2 separate regions of the Mus musculus genome follow, and region 2 is linked to region 1. The links are chromatin contacts, called in public HiChIP or PLAC-seq maps. All regions are on one chromosome and are shown on one strand. The core of a region is the stretch at or near the end of the contact, and the rest is flanking DNA. Distances in the headings are between cores, read along the strand shown. Region 1 holds the start of Tm4sf20 (transmembrane 4 L six family member 20). Region 2 has its middle 45 kb from the start of Slc19a3.

The links. HiChIP or PLAC-seq counts read pairs in DNA pulled down with a chosen protein or histone mark.
Region 2: a contact with region 1 is called in an H3K4me3 HiChIP or PLAC-seq map of intestinal villus epithelium, with 7 times the contacts expected there. The contact joins the enhancer-like site here to the promoter of Tm4sf20 in region 1. A contact is called at or near these places in 17 of 39 promoter capture datasets (the 3T3-L1 cell line, 3T3-L1-derived adipocytes, the C10 cell line and 8 more), 2 of 15 datasets of contacts at CTCF or cohesin (the G1E-ER4 cell line and the NIH/3T3 cell line), 2 of 484 Hi-C or Micro-C datasets (CD4 T cells and bone marrow-derived macrophages), 3 of 115 datasets of contacts at active chromatin or transcription factors (bone marrow-derived macrophages, intestinal villus epithelium and stem cell-derived neural progenitor cells) and 4 of 9 other capture datasets (adipose tissue, liver, macrophages and 1 more).

Annotation. Positions count from the first base shown.
Region 1 is chr1:82,767,138-82,774,257 of GRCm38.p6, reverse strand. Tm4sf20 (transmembrane 4 L six family member 20) reads left to right here and starts at 5,797. Exons shown (of 4, transcript NM_025453.4): 1 at 5,797-6,023. The coding sequence starts at 5,841.
Region 2 is chr1:82,990,227-82,996,658 of GRCm38.p6, reverse strand. No RefSeq gene overlaps it. Among named protein-coding and RNA genes, the nearest start is that of Slc19a3, 45 kb to the left of the region's middle. Within about 2 kb of position 4,863, at least 13 of the 459 cell types and tissues checked have an H3K27ac peak or open chromatin away from gene starts, as enhancers often do. A contact at or near this core is called in intestinal villus epithelium, where this site is marked.

The DNA.
Region 1 (7,120 bases), core at 4,548-7,047:
TTGGTCACATGCTTCAAAGTTACCTTCTTTAGGCTTGGCATGGCTGTGTGTACTTCTATTCCTGGCTGAGAGCAGAGGGTAGCCTGAACTCAAGAGTGTGGGAATGGTACAGGTAGTGGAATGAGGTCGACCCCATTTTACAAAGAGAGAAGGAAAAAAAAACACATAGAAGAAGTCCCCACTATTATGTACAAAGTTAAAAATCAAAGGTTCAAATTACTATTGGTGAGCTCCTAATTTTTTTGAGTACACATATACATGGTGTATGTGTGTGCACATATGTGTACGGGCACACCTGCCTACGTGGGCATGTGTGGAGGCCAGAAGCTGACATCAGAATGTCTTCCTCTCCATGAGAGAGATGGGGTCCCTCATACTGTTCACTGGTTTAGGTTTGGCTTCCTTGCACGGTTAGCCCCTGGTTTCTGCCTCCCCGGTGCTGAGATTACTGTGTGGAATTTCTTGTGTGGGTATTAGGGATCCCAATTCAGGTCTTTAGGCTTATATGGCAAGCACTTTACCCACCGAGCTGTCTCCCCATCCTCTGAACATCCAGTCTTTAAATAAAATAAAAATTGCTTAAGTGTATCCATAATATTTATTCACTCTTTAAAAATATACATTTTTCCCAAAATGTTATAAAGGCAAAAATATTCACACGTTTAGTGTCCATTTCCTGCTAAGAAAAGAATCAATGACCTGCTTTGTAGTGCCATATTTAGAATTCAATGTGAGCAAACCTAAGAAAAACCTAAGCTTGTTTCATATTCAAGACATTGTTCAGTGCTGGTATGCAGCAGCTCTGGTTTCTACATAAACACTGCAGCACCCCAGAACCACAGAGAAAATGTCAGCAGGCAGCAGGCAGGTGGATGGATGGATGGATGGATGTGCTCTGGCCACTGCTTACTGCAAACAGCCAGATACTACTCTTGCTTTAGGAAGGACTTGACAGCGCCCCCTGTCTCTCCTCACCTTTAAATATTTCTGTCACGCAGCGGGCTTGGCTCTGTAGCCGAGCCAGTGTGAGTGGTCTCTTGGGCTGTGCTCTGAGTGTCTGTGCAGGGAGCTTTGAGGAGAGCAAGCGTGGACGAGCTTGGAAAGCCACGACCTGAGGTGGATGGACAGCAGACACAGAGGTGCCCCTGTGATAAGTAGAGATGGGAGAGGAAGAGAAGGGAACGGTGTGTGTGCTCTGAAGAGAGGTAGAACTGGAGACAAGAGAGGGTGGTGACAGCCTGATGTGAGTAGCCCGTGCGGCCACCTGAGGCCATGGTTAGGTCCTGGCCAGGTCTGGTTACCACCGTGGTAGTAACAGGGGTCTGTATCAATGTTATCACCAGAGGCTATGCAGATGTCCCCGGTCAGGTCTTCCTCCTGGAGCCATCTCGATGTCCAAGGGCTAAGAGTTGTCTTGAACCTCACCAGCTTTGGTACTCAGGCGCTCCAGAGAGCAGGCCCACTCCTTATCTGGGCAACTTGAGAGAGCTGGCCCTCAGGGCATGAGTTAGGGAGCAGACCCTGTCCCTCACTGGCTGCACCACTTGGGAGAGCTGACCCTGGTAATATGGGAGAGCTGGCCCTCAGCCCTGAGGGTGTGAGAGCAGAAGAGCTGGCCCCACCCCTAGCTGGGCAGTGCTGGAGATCAGGCTCTGGTAGCATGGGTGCAGGCGAGCTAACCCTGACTGTATAGGAGTGGGAGAGCCAGCCCTTCCTCTTGCCAGCTGCCACAAGCAGAAATGGCCGTGGTTGTTTTCACAAAGAAGAACTGGCAAGCCGAACAACTCAGCTACCACCTAATCTCAGATTATTAAGAATCATAACACAGGCGTGGTGGCGCACACCTTTAATCCCAGCACTCGGGAGGCAGAGGTAGGTGGATTTCTGAGTTCGAGGCCAGCCTGTTCTACAAAGTGAGTTCCTGGACAGCCAGGGCTATACAGAGAAACCCTGTCTCGACCCCACCCCCCACCCCCACCCCCCAAAAAAAATCATAACACGTGGACACACCTGCTATTGCCTTGGTGACAGATGTCTCTAAGGTAGGGCTTAGTACTGGGCATAGAAGTTATCCGCTGACACAAATCCTGTGGCTATAGTGTAGGTTTCTGCAGGGGCGGGGACTAAGCTTTCCTTGTTCTTCACTCTTGGGTGTACTGCAAAGATCTTCTAACACTGTTTTGTTTTCTTATTATTCCCACTCTCCCACTTATGATCCCATAGAAAGGCACTGCACCATAGGGGATGACTGTCACTTACAACCCAGAGCCACAGGACCAAGGGCTGTCTATATGCATCATTTGTTCAGGTAGATGTCACATGGCAGATAGGACAACAGCAGCCATGTGTCATGGTGAAATTCTGGAAGAGCCCTCTTTCTATTAACTTTTGAGGAGGATATTCACTATCTCTCTTTAAAAAACAAAGCCAAGAAACCTTGCCTATTTATTCTTTGCCGGGCTGGGATCAAACCCAAGCTACTGCACATGTGGGCCAAGTGCACATAGATCCTGGAGATGTTAGTTGTGAGGACTCTGGCTGTCAGGCCCTCAAAAAGTATTACTTTGCATCATCTCTGCTGGGACCAGTGACGGCACAGAGAGGACTTGGAAAAGGGTTGGTCTCACGAGTCCAGTCATGCTAGGCTCAAATAAAAACTTCCTCCAGTGAGACTCTCCTTGGTTGTGCAGACAATAGTATGTTGGCAAACTATTCCAGAACCCAACTGTAAATATGTTTTCAGAACAAATAAACCCAGAGCTAAAAATAAGCTCTTTGTAAGGTTAAAGGTCCCTAAGAAGGAAGTGAACCTGAAGTGCTGAACAATGCTCTCAAGGAAGCTGAGATAAACAATAGAAACCATGTGGGAGATAAACAATAGAAACCACGTGCTAGGGTCATGCCGGCCCCAAGACGGTATATAAACCCCGCCCTCAGCAGAAGGCATCAGATCATCCTCTCCTCTCTCAAGTTGCTCTTCTGTTCATTTGATCCGAGTCCTCTCTACTGACACCATGGGTTGCTGTGGTTGTGGAGGTTGTGGTGGCTGCGGCGGCTGCGGCGGTTGTGGCAGCTGTGGCGGCTGTGGCTGTGGAGGCTGTGGCTGTGGTGGCTGTGGAGGCTGCGGTGGCTGTGGAGGCTGCGGTGGCTGTGGTGGCTGTGGAGGCTGCGGTGGCTGTGGCGGCTGTGGAGGCTGCAACAGCTGTACCACCTACAGGTGCTACCGGGTTCCCTGCTGTGGCTGCTGTGGTGGCTGCTGCGGTTGCTGTGGCTGCTGCAAGCCTGTGGTAGTCTGCTGCTGCCGCCGCTCCTGCTGCCGCTCCTGTGGCTGTGGCTCCTGTGGCTGTGGCTGCGGCTGTGGCTGTGGGAAGGGCTGTTGCCAGCAGAAGTGCTGCTGCCAGCAGAAGTGTGGATGCAAGAAGTGCTGTTGCTAGCATGGCTGCTGGCCCCCTGGCCTCGGGGCCGGTGATGGTTGGACCCAGGCTCATATACTTAGACTTTTAGACTGTATGCCCTATAATCCCTCCCAGTTCACCTATCAAGCTGTAAGGCTTAATAAACATAGCTGAGTAGAACGCGGAAGACTAAAATACGTCTGTGCTGTGCTGAAGATGCCTAGCCATGGATAAATAAGTCAGCCTCCCTGAATTTGCTCATTCATTGATGAAATAATGAAGCTGAACTCAGAATCTCTAAGGACCTCTTCTTCTTTAATAGCATATGCATCTTCGAGTCCTTAAAACTGAACTCAGGGCCCTTCCACCTTTACCCATGGAAGATTTCGCTTCTATTTCTGATATTCATAGTGCATGTATAATGTGAATACAGGGAGCATTATAATGTGTTTATATTTTAGAATCCACCCTCAGCCCACTATGAACGGCCAGTGATAATCTGCAGAAGACTCCCATTAAAGACCTCAGCTGAGTGAAAGCAATGTGAATATATTCTATTATTTTGAAGCACTTGCCTTTCAAGAGATGCATGTATTATATGTCTGCTTACATTGGCTGTATACACCACGTGTTTTAACTTTAAAGTGTTCCCTCCTTCCCCAATGTAATTTATGAATAAAACAATGGAAAATACTGTGTTTCACTGTCTTTGAATTTTTTTTTCAGACTATTGGAACTGATGTTTTGGCAACACAGGTTGCGAACTCCAGGAAAGTTTAAAAATTGAGTTAAAGTTTGACACTGAATATAAGGAAACGAAAGCTACTGAGATTGAGTCAATAGACTCCTGGGTTGTTTTACGTGGGCTAAGGGCTCTCTCCATTTAGTTATTCAGGAGATGGGCTGAAGAAGCTATTGACATGGTCAATGCATGACTTCTTAGATAGTTTAGTTGTTTCCGGTCTATGTGGAAAACAAGGTAGACATAGCCTAGTGCTTGCAAAGCAATGTGGCTTGAAAGTGACATTGTTTTCTTTCCCTCTCTTTCTACTGGTTTGAAGTAGTCACATGGTCTTACTTAGCTGTAAGTGGATAAGTGTGAATAAGTATGGAGATGAATTAATATGAGAGAAAATTCATATATCTTTATATATGTATACCAATATATCAGTGGCTACCTATGCACTATGTGACTCATGATTTTTCAAGACAGCTAAGGCAGCTTTACTACCTATTTATATGCCTTGGATTCTTGCTGGGGTAGTTCAACCAGTCAGGCAGCAGACTGCATGGTTAAGACCTGGCTTGTCATCATGTGAACCCTTTGCATGGGATGGAACTGCAGTGACAGAGGGTTGAGAAGATAGCAGGAGCTGGAGAGTCCTGACTTATCTTACAAATATTACCTGTCCTTCTAGATACAAACATACACATGGTTCAAACTGTTTTCAAACGATCTAATGATGGAACCTAGATACTCTAAAGAGTTTTCTCCAAACATTTGAATAAGACAGCAATAACTGTTTTGTTTGTTATTCATTTCAGTGTCTTTTCAGTTGTCCTCTCTGTAAACAAAGTGGTATTTTCCCCAGAGCCGCCTGCCTTTGAAATCTGGATATGCAGTGACAGGATGGACCTTTATGAGATACACAAAGCAGCACAAACTAAAGGCTTGTTCCTCTGTCTGCTATAGTTGAGGAGGACCATGGCAGACATGGAACCTTCGTCTCCCGTCTAGCCTCTCTGCCATTGCTTTTATCATAGTGTCCATATTTGATCACTTTCCTTCTGGTGCCATTAGTCAAACCTCCCACAGGTTGTAGGTGGGATGTGTACAAAGGATCTACTTTACAAGACTGGGAAAATTAAGGATTAAAAATGCTGCATGTGAGACAATAGCCTGAAATGAAACACTAATATTTAGAGTAATCAGGAATACTTGCAGAGAAGATTGCTTTCCCTAATCTTATACAATGTTCATATTCTTACTGAATAACTCCAAAATAAGGATACTTTATATATAATATCCTTGTATCGTCCAATAATATAAAACTATGAAAAGTAGTTTATTCTAATTGGATATACTTTTTGTCTTCTTAGATTTTTACAAGGCACATCAGTAGAGGAATATTTTAGGAGTTATGCCACACAAGCTTTTTTTTTTTTAAATCAGTTTTTACTTACCTGTATTCATGTGTAAGTTCATCACACAGCAACATTAGATTTTTTTTTCTATCTGTTTCCCTTCATCCTATCATAATATGATTATTGGTTCCCGTCATAATCCTCACAATAACATCCTGCCCTACTGGACTCTGAACTGCTTTCCACAACTCATTTTTCATAAGTGCTAAACTTTAACCAGAACGTTGGGATAAAAGGCCAGGCAGAGAGCTACACGAGCCCAGCCACCCTGAGGAGGTTTCTAACTGAACCAGGAAAACCATGACGTGCTGTGAAGGGTGGACATCCTGCAATGGCTTCAGCCTGCTCATTCTGATCCTGCTAGGAGTGGTTATCAATTGTATACCCCTGGGAATCAGCTTAGTGGAGGCAGACTCGACTTCTCAAAACCCCATCTCCTGCTATGAGTGGTGGTTTCCAGGAATTATAGGAGCAGGTCTGATGGTGAGTAATACCTACATGAACAGACTTGGAGAAGGGTGTCTGATGCCTTTAACTATGACTTTCAGCCTTGCACAGTTAGGAATGTGATTACCATCAATTTATAATGTTACATTGTGAAGAATGATAATTTATGTACAGAAAGCGATGGTCCATCTTAGGGACCTTAAGGCAAAAAGCAGGTTAAGTCGTTACCTATAGCATTTCTTCACAGGTGGGATGATACCTCTGAACTTTATTATTTAACATTAAGGAACTTCAGTTTTTCTTTTTTAAAACATGGTGCTGGCGATGGAACTCGGGGCCTTAACCACTCTGTGGGATATTGTTTAAATCTATTGCCTCTTTTTCTCTGCCCCATCCTGATTTCTAGGTATAGGGAACGTGGCAGCAGTGGGAACTTGCTCTACGGGAATGAGAAGCACCCCTGCGCATGGGTAGCCTTGGAGATGGCATAGTGAGGCTTAGCCTGCTTCTCAAGGGAGCTGGCCTAAGACATAGAGTTCGAAATCCTGGGTCTCTTTTATAAGATGCTTGGCCATGGTCATGGTGTTTTATCACAGCAATAGGGAAGCAACTAAGCCAGTTTCTGACCTCAACAACTTTTGGTTTTGAGTATTACATAGATCCCAGAAAGCTTCAGAGTTCTATAGTCTGATGATGGTGAATGGGTGTTCCTTGTTGAAATCTGATGCAAGGTGGGACAACACAGATTTCATGCGTTCTTAACAGTGAACTATCAGAGTCAGGTTCTCATTGTCTCCTAGAAATTGTGATGCAGCCAGTCTGGGTAGAACACATTTGTAGAATCCAATTTTCAGATCTGGAAGATGCACTCCTAGCAGTGCCCCAGCTGAGACAGGCCATTTAGAAAAACTCAGCTATCTCTAGATATGAATTTGCATTGCTGAAAACACAGGAGAGAATATTTTAAAGCTTTGCTACAAGTAGTAAAGAGCACGAGGTAGTGATGGTACCCATCTACATCTCTTGGGCTTTTTTTTTTTTTTTTTTTTTTTTTTTGAGAAACCAAGGAGCCAGAGACTAAACAGACCAGAAAGGACAGGAGGCATAGAACATTCATTTGTTGACATCTTGCT
Region 2 (6,432 bases), core at 3,614-6,113, 220 kb before region 1:
ATGTCAATACATCCACAAGTAGATAAAATGGACATGGGAAAACTTAAGAGTGAAATTATAAAAACAAAAAATGGAAAAGGTGAATTGTACCTTAACTACTAAGACAAATTAATTGAAAGTTTCAAATCTTTCCAGAAGGAGGGAACAAGAAAATCTGAGAAAGGAAGAAAAGCAAGCAAACTCAAAAGTGGAATTCATTTAATATTCCCCTTTCCCTGGTGGAAGGGAGAATGGGAGGCTGTGAGGAGGCTCTGATAGAGCCAACAGTTCTGATGAGGCAGCTTCTACAGGAGATGGAGTCCGTGGAGCCTAGCAGTGAAGAACAAGCTTTGTGACATGGACCTTTAATCAGCCACAATGCAAACGGGAAATCTAGAGGGCTTAAGCATAGATGCTCTGGATGAAACAGCCAACCCTGAACTGCAGTGAATGACCTATGTAAGCTCAGACCTTTCCTAGGAATTCACTGCTTGGTACAGAACAGATATGAGTCCAGATCTTGCAATTAGTGTCTTTTTAATCAAGAGAGTTAGAAGCCCTCCTTTTTTTACAATGTACAGTAAACAGAAATTATCCCACTTAGAGAAGAGACATGTTTCTAGGCTTCTTTTGCAGAGGATGGGGAGGGGAGTCAGTTCCCAGCACCTATGACCAGCAGTTCACATCTATGTATATCTCTCTCTCAAGATTTTCCATTGCCCTCATCTGGCCTTCATGAACACACACACACACACACACACACACACACACACACACTGATAACCAACTCCCTTAGCTTCCAAACCATCACTTCGGTTCCATCCGATCATGACCCAGACTGGAATAGAAAGCTATCTCATGCATTTATTCAGTGTAACATGGACATTTCTTCATACTACTAGTCAGTTAGACATTCATCGTATTGGAAAATGCATAAAATTCAACAAAATGCTGCAATCTCCACTTTTAGGTACCCAGTGATGGTACCTAGCTCTCCAAACCCTCCTCTATAGCTTTATAGCCAACAGCTTATTTGGAAAATTAGGAAGAAGTGACAGGTTATGAAGGCTGTGAACTACTGTTGTCAAACAACAGACATTTATGGTAATGAGAATCAAATCACTTACAAATTTTGTATTCCTTGTTTAGGTTATTTAAGTCTTTGGGGGAAGGTGAGAATCACTGGGAGATCCATTCATATTCACTAGATGTTATTATTGAAGTAGTGAACCTGAGTTCCTCTTCCATCAACAAGCTGACACAAATTGAATTATGGCGGTGGGGGGGGTTAGCTAACCCTAAGCCAAGTCTTAAAAGTCTTAATGTTGTTGGAGGTCACAGCCCACATTCTGTTTTTTCTACTTGCATGGAATGAAAATCATAGGTGACACCATCATTTACTTTTGTCCCTTACATGATCACCATTCCCGTCTCCATTTGAGAGCCAGTACGAGGACAGCTCTCTGAGAGGAGGAATACATGTGGGCTTTAGACCAGTATGTAAAATGCACAGTGCAAGTTGGTCATTGCTTGTGTCTGTGAGCTGCCCTACATAAAGAAAGAAGAACTTGAGGCTGTGTTAGGACACAGTCCAAGAATGGAAACGTATGAGGAGAATTCTAAGTGCTTATGCGAAAATTCCAAGCAAACAAGACAATGACCGCAGGTTCTTCAGAACATGGAATTGTTCTTGGAGTGGTTACATGCTCCTCCCAGGTGTGTCGGAGAGGAGTGAGTTCACTTCAGATTATTCATGACAACTGAATATTGTCATTTGTTTGTACATCTCTTTGGACAAACATGTTTCTGCCACCTGTGGCTTGTTTAAAATATCCGGCTTCTCCTTGTGCTTGTACACTTTACTCACGTGACTCTTAACCACCAGAGTATACATTGTCTAACGCTATAAATAAAGCTGGCTTTTTCACGAGACTTTAGTTCATGTCCTTTGTCAGCTCCCTTCTCCCAGGTCCCACCACCTCTAGAAGTAAAGAATTGGCACCACGAACAGGGCCCTGAGGTTGGCTGTGAGATAAGAGAGAGGGAACCCTCGAAGGAGAGGAGTGAGAATCATGTGGCAGAAGCCAGGAAAGGCTCTGCTTCATGCCAACCTGTGCACCACTTTTTAAAGAAAGGAGAACACGAGTGTTAAAATCACAGCTATTAGATTGCTTGCAAGTTAGTGATGATTATAATTCCTCGTTTCAAGAAGAAGGAACTTTAGATGAAGAAGTATGGGTCAAAGTCCAAACAAATATTGAAATAAGCAAAGGGGGAAAGATCCCTGATCAATTTGGGGTCATTTGATCATTAATTTGCACTGTTATCAAAATGCTTTAAAAAGATGAAGAGGATTCTAACATTGAGAAAGAGATGGCTGACTCCTTGAATGGATTATAAACTGGAAAAGCAAACCTTAAAATTGGTTAAAGAATAAAAATACATTTTCCCCATTCAAGCAAGTAAAACTAGCACAGCTGATAAGTAAGCAGGGGCTGGCTCCCTCAGCTCCCTTATGGCGCCTCCTTCAGATGTGCATCCTCCGTTGCCTGGAGATGATCCTGAAGCACGGGGAGGAATCTGAGCATCAACCTAATTTAGAATTCTCTCCATTTTTTGGTTAAGACTTAGGACAGCCTTTGAAACATCTAACTGTATTACCTAGGCAAGCTAGGGCACAGCTGGCAAAAATAATTTGTTTTCCAATTTCTCCCCAGCCTCCTGAGCTGTGCTTGGTATTTCCAATGCAGCCTTAGCTAGTTAAAACTCTGTAACGATGACTTTTAACCTCTGAGTCGTGACCTCTTTGGAGGTCAGCCTTTCACAGGGGTCACATGAGACCATCAGAAAACACATATATTTACATTATGATTCATAACAGTAGCAAAATTTGAGCTATGAAATAGCAACAAAAAGTAATTTTATAGTTTGGTGGTCACCACACATGAAGAACTGAGTTAAAGAGTTACAGCATTAGGAAGCTTGAGAACCACTGTTCTAGAAGGAAAGATGACACTGGATAGTCTTTGGATATTACCTTAAGGGGTGAGAAAAGAATTGTTTCCTATAGGTATTATATAGCACAAAAAGATAAAAATAAATATAGATTTATTGGCACCATAAGGACTGTAAAATACTCACTGCTTACTTTACTCTTCTTGCTCAAATCGGAGTAAATAAAGTAAATCAGAGAATCATAGGAGGACCTGGCATCATTTATTATATGGAGTTGATCCTTGCTTTTTACTCTTAACTAACAATAAGCTTGTAAGAGCATTACAGAATTATATGGATTTTCAAATTTCATTTGCACGTTTCTATGGAAAGATAGAACATTACTATCCAGCTGGCAAGCTATGGAATTTTTCTCATACAAGCTGAATTTGTGATTACAAAACTTGTCCAACCTTGTCCCATTCTACAAGGGTATAGGAGGGACTCATGGCCTAGATATTCATCGATATAATAATACCTCGTTTTCATTAGCCTAACAGGTAGAACTGGCTGCTTTGATTCATCCACTGTGATTAATTAGTAACCCTGAAATATCATTTAGACTTCTACTTATGTTGTAGGATTATTTCCAGCAATAGAATCATATTCATGTGTCTTCCTCACTACTGGGGTGCTGGGCTGCTTGCATCTTGCTCAGGGAAGGTGAAACACAGTCTAAGATAGGAGTCCCAGTCCGTGTTTCCATGAAAACAGCAGAGGCTGGGACAAAGGCTGTGGTTCTCAAACTCCTGTGTACCTAAACGCTGCTAGGACCATGTTTCCCACCCTCCTGTGTACCCAGACACCACTGGAAACCATGAGATGTTGAGAATGGCTCTCGATGAGGCCTGGATTGGAGCAGGGTATGGGGGGGTGTGGGAGGGAGGTACAGAGTCGGGCTTAGCTCCCAGGGAGTGCCAGGAATACGGAGGGACTAGAAGAGAACCTTCTGTGGGAGACTTGGAAGACTTAGGCAAGGCTCTGTATGATGAAGGCCTCCCCCTACAGCCGTCCTTGAATGATCAGTCCTCGCTTGTCCAAACTGTTTTATTCAAGGCAGATGAGGATGCGTACATCTTACTTAGGATAGATCAAGGATTAAGTGCCTTTTACTGGAAGGGATGCCCAGGAAGGGAAGCTCATTGGCTAAACACTGGAGGCCTATCTAGATAGCTCATTAGCATGGAGAAATCTAGGTTTTCATGCTATACAACCGGTTGTCATGGTCCTCTTAGTGGGATGTCATGGTTATGAGCTCCAGGAGAGGAACCTGGTTGGGAGCTCATGAGAACTCCTGCCGTTCTCAATCATGAGATTTACCCGGGTTCTGAGCTTGCTGCTGCCTTACCAGTTCTGCCTGGTTGCACGGTCCACTGACCTACACTCGTACACACTCTAACTGCCCTGATTTTATTGCAGAAGGAAATAAGCAAGTAACACATTAACCTGTCCATTTCCACTTCTCCTGAAAAAAAAATTGGGAAGAGTTATGCAACTGTCATTGCAGAATGACGCACTGAAGCATTGTGGGTTCCTCTTCAGCTCCTCTGGTCCCTGCCCATCAGAGACATTGATGGAAGGTAAGGAAATAGTAGAAGTCACCAGGAAGATAGCAAATCTCCAGCTAAAGGCCAAAGGGAGATGATGACCATACCATGAGAAGTCAAGTCTGCCTACCTGGGGCTATGTTAAGGTCCTGTGTACCAAGGAAGAAGTCTACAGAGTACACAGAGCCTCATGCCCCCTGAGAATCTCTTTCTGGCAACGCTAGCTGCTGCTGACCTAAGGCATCTGTCACGAGTCCCTCTGAACACATGTATTGGTCTTATGTTTCCCATCCACCTTTGCTTCAACTTGTAGATTGCTTGGATCCAGCTCCTGTTATCTTTACTAATGATTTCATAATTTATGACTGGACCTTAGGACTGTAATAGACTCATTCACTCATCTGGAAAGGGCACTGCATTTAATTTTTCCTTGAGATTTAAATCACTTTCTATTTGTATAAGATATCATAACATTTGCATTCCTATTAAACACAAAAATGGGCTTACGTTCTACAAGAGACCAAAACCAGTGGATAAGAGTGAGTTTACTTCAGATTACTCGTTAAAACCTCTTTCTGCCAGATGTGGCTTATGGGCCTCAAAGGACTTGTCCCTGTGATTGTACACATTACTCTTCGGATTCTTCTTAACCGTCAGAGTATAAATTGTCTGATGCTTTGAATAAAGTTGTCTCCTGCGTGAGACTTTAGTCCATCTCATTTGTTGGCTCCATTTTTCCAGGTCCCTCCCACCACCTTTAGAGCAGTAACAGGCGTGGAGCCAGCTGCTGGCACTATGTTGAAAGAGGTGTCTCATGAGCAAGTCCTGAGCTGCGTCACCAGAAATGTCCACCAGCCATTATCAAATGCAATAAAGGGACTGTGGTGACTGTACTTTGATCTAAGTGATTAAACTGTACTTGTAGTCCTGGAAAAGGAGCCTCGATACAGGAAAGTAATGGGGTCAAAGGGTGGGGACACAGCCAACTTTGGAGCAAGGAATTAATAAGAATGTGTCATAGGAGAACATTGAGTGTGTGAACATTGCAGACTCTTACAAGGTACAAAGAAAAGAAATATGACCTTGGAAAGACCCTAGGCACGAGGCCAAAGTGGAAAGCTAGTAATATACCATGAGTGTGAGACTTTTTCTGGTCACTGACAAAATCGGATATTGGGGAAAATTTAAAACCAGATTTTCCTGGAAGCTGTGGGCAGGAAAGCAGTGATTTCATACATGAGCCAGTAACAGTTTCCTCCACCAACCCATGGAGAGGAAGAGGTTTCACTAATCTGAAATGTGGAGCTCTGATTTGATCTCTCCTAACTGTAGAGTAAGCAATGCACTCTGGGTCCCTCTGCTCTGTGGAGGCTTAAGACAGGTGTGATTGCCAGGGTCTATCCGGGAAACAGAAATGCTGACATTGTGGCTGATGGTGGCAGCCTCCTGACGTGGGAAGGTCAAGGCCAGAATCCTAGACTCACAGGATGAGCCTCTTTCCTTGCCAGTTGACACTCTGTTCTCCCTCTGTGTACAGCTTCTGTGTTCCTGCTTTGAGACCACTGAAGCTAAGAGCAGCTGTGCTTCCCTCACCACCGTGAGACACAGCTGGGAGAGTAAATTATCTTTTTATTTACCTTTACATACTGGCTTCTCCAAATTTGGAGATACTAGGCTTGACTGGTTCCTGAGTCGAGAGTTGTGCATGGAAATGGTTCATCTTTATTAATGGTGAATATATACTTATAAAAATTTTAAAAATAAAAATGTACTAACTCTTCTTTCTGTGTTTTTTTTTTAATGTTTCATCAAATACTGGGAGGAACTAGAAAAGCATACAGATACAGGTCTTCCTCTTCAGCCCCAATTCTCCTCAGTAGGTGTCACTCAGGAGACAAGCTATAGAATATAC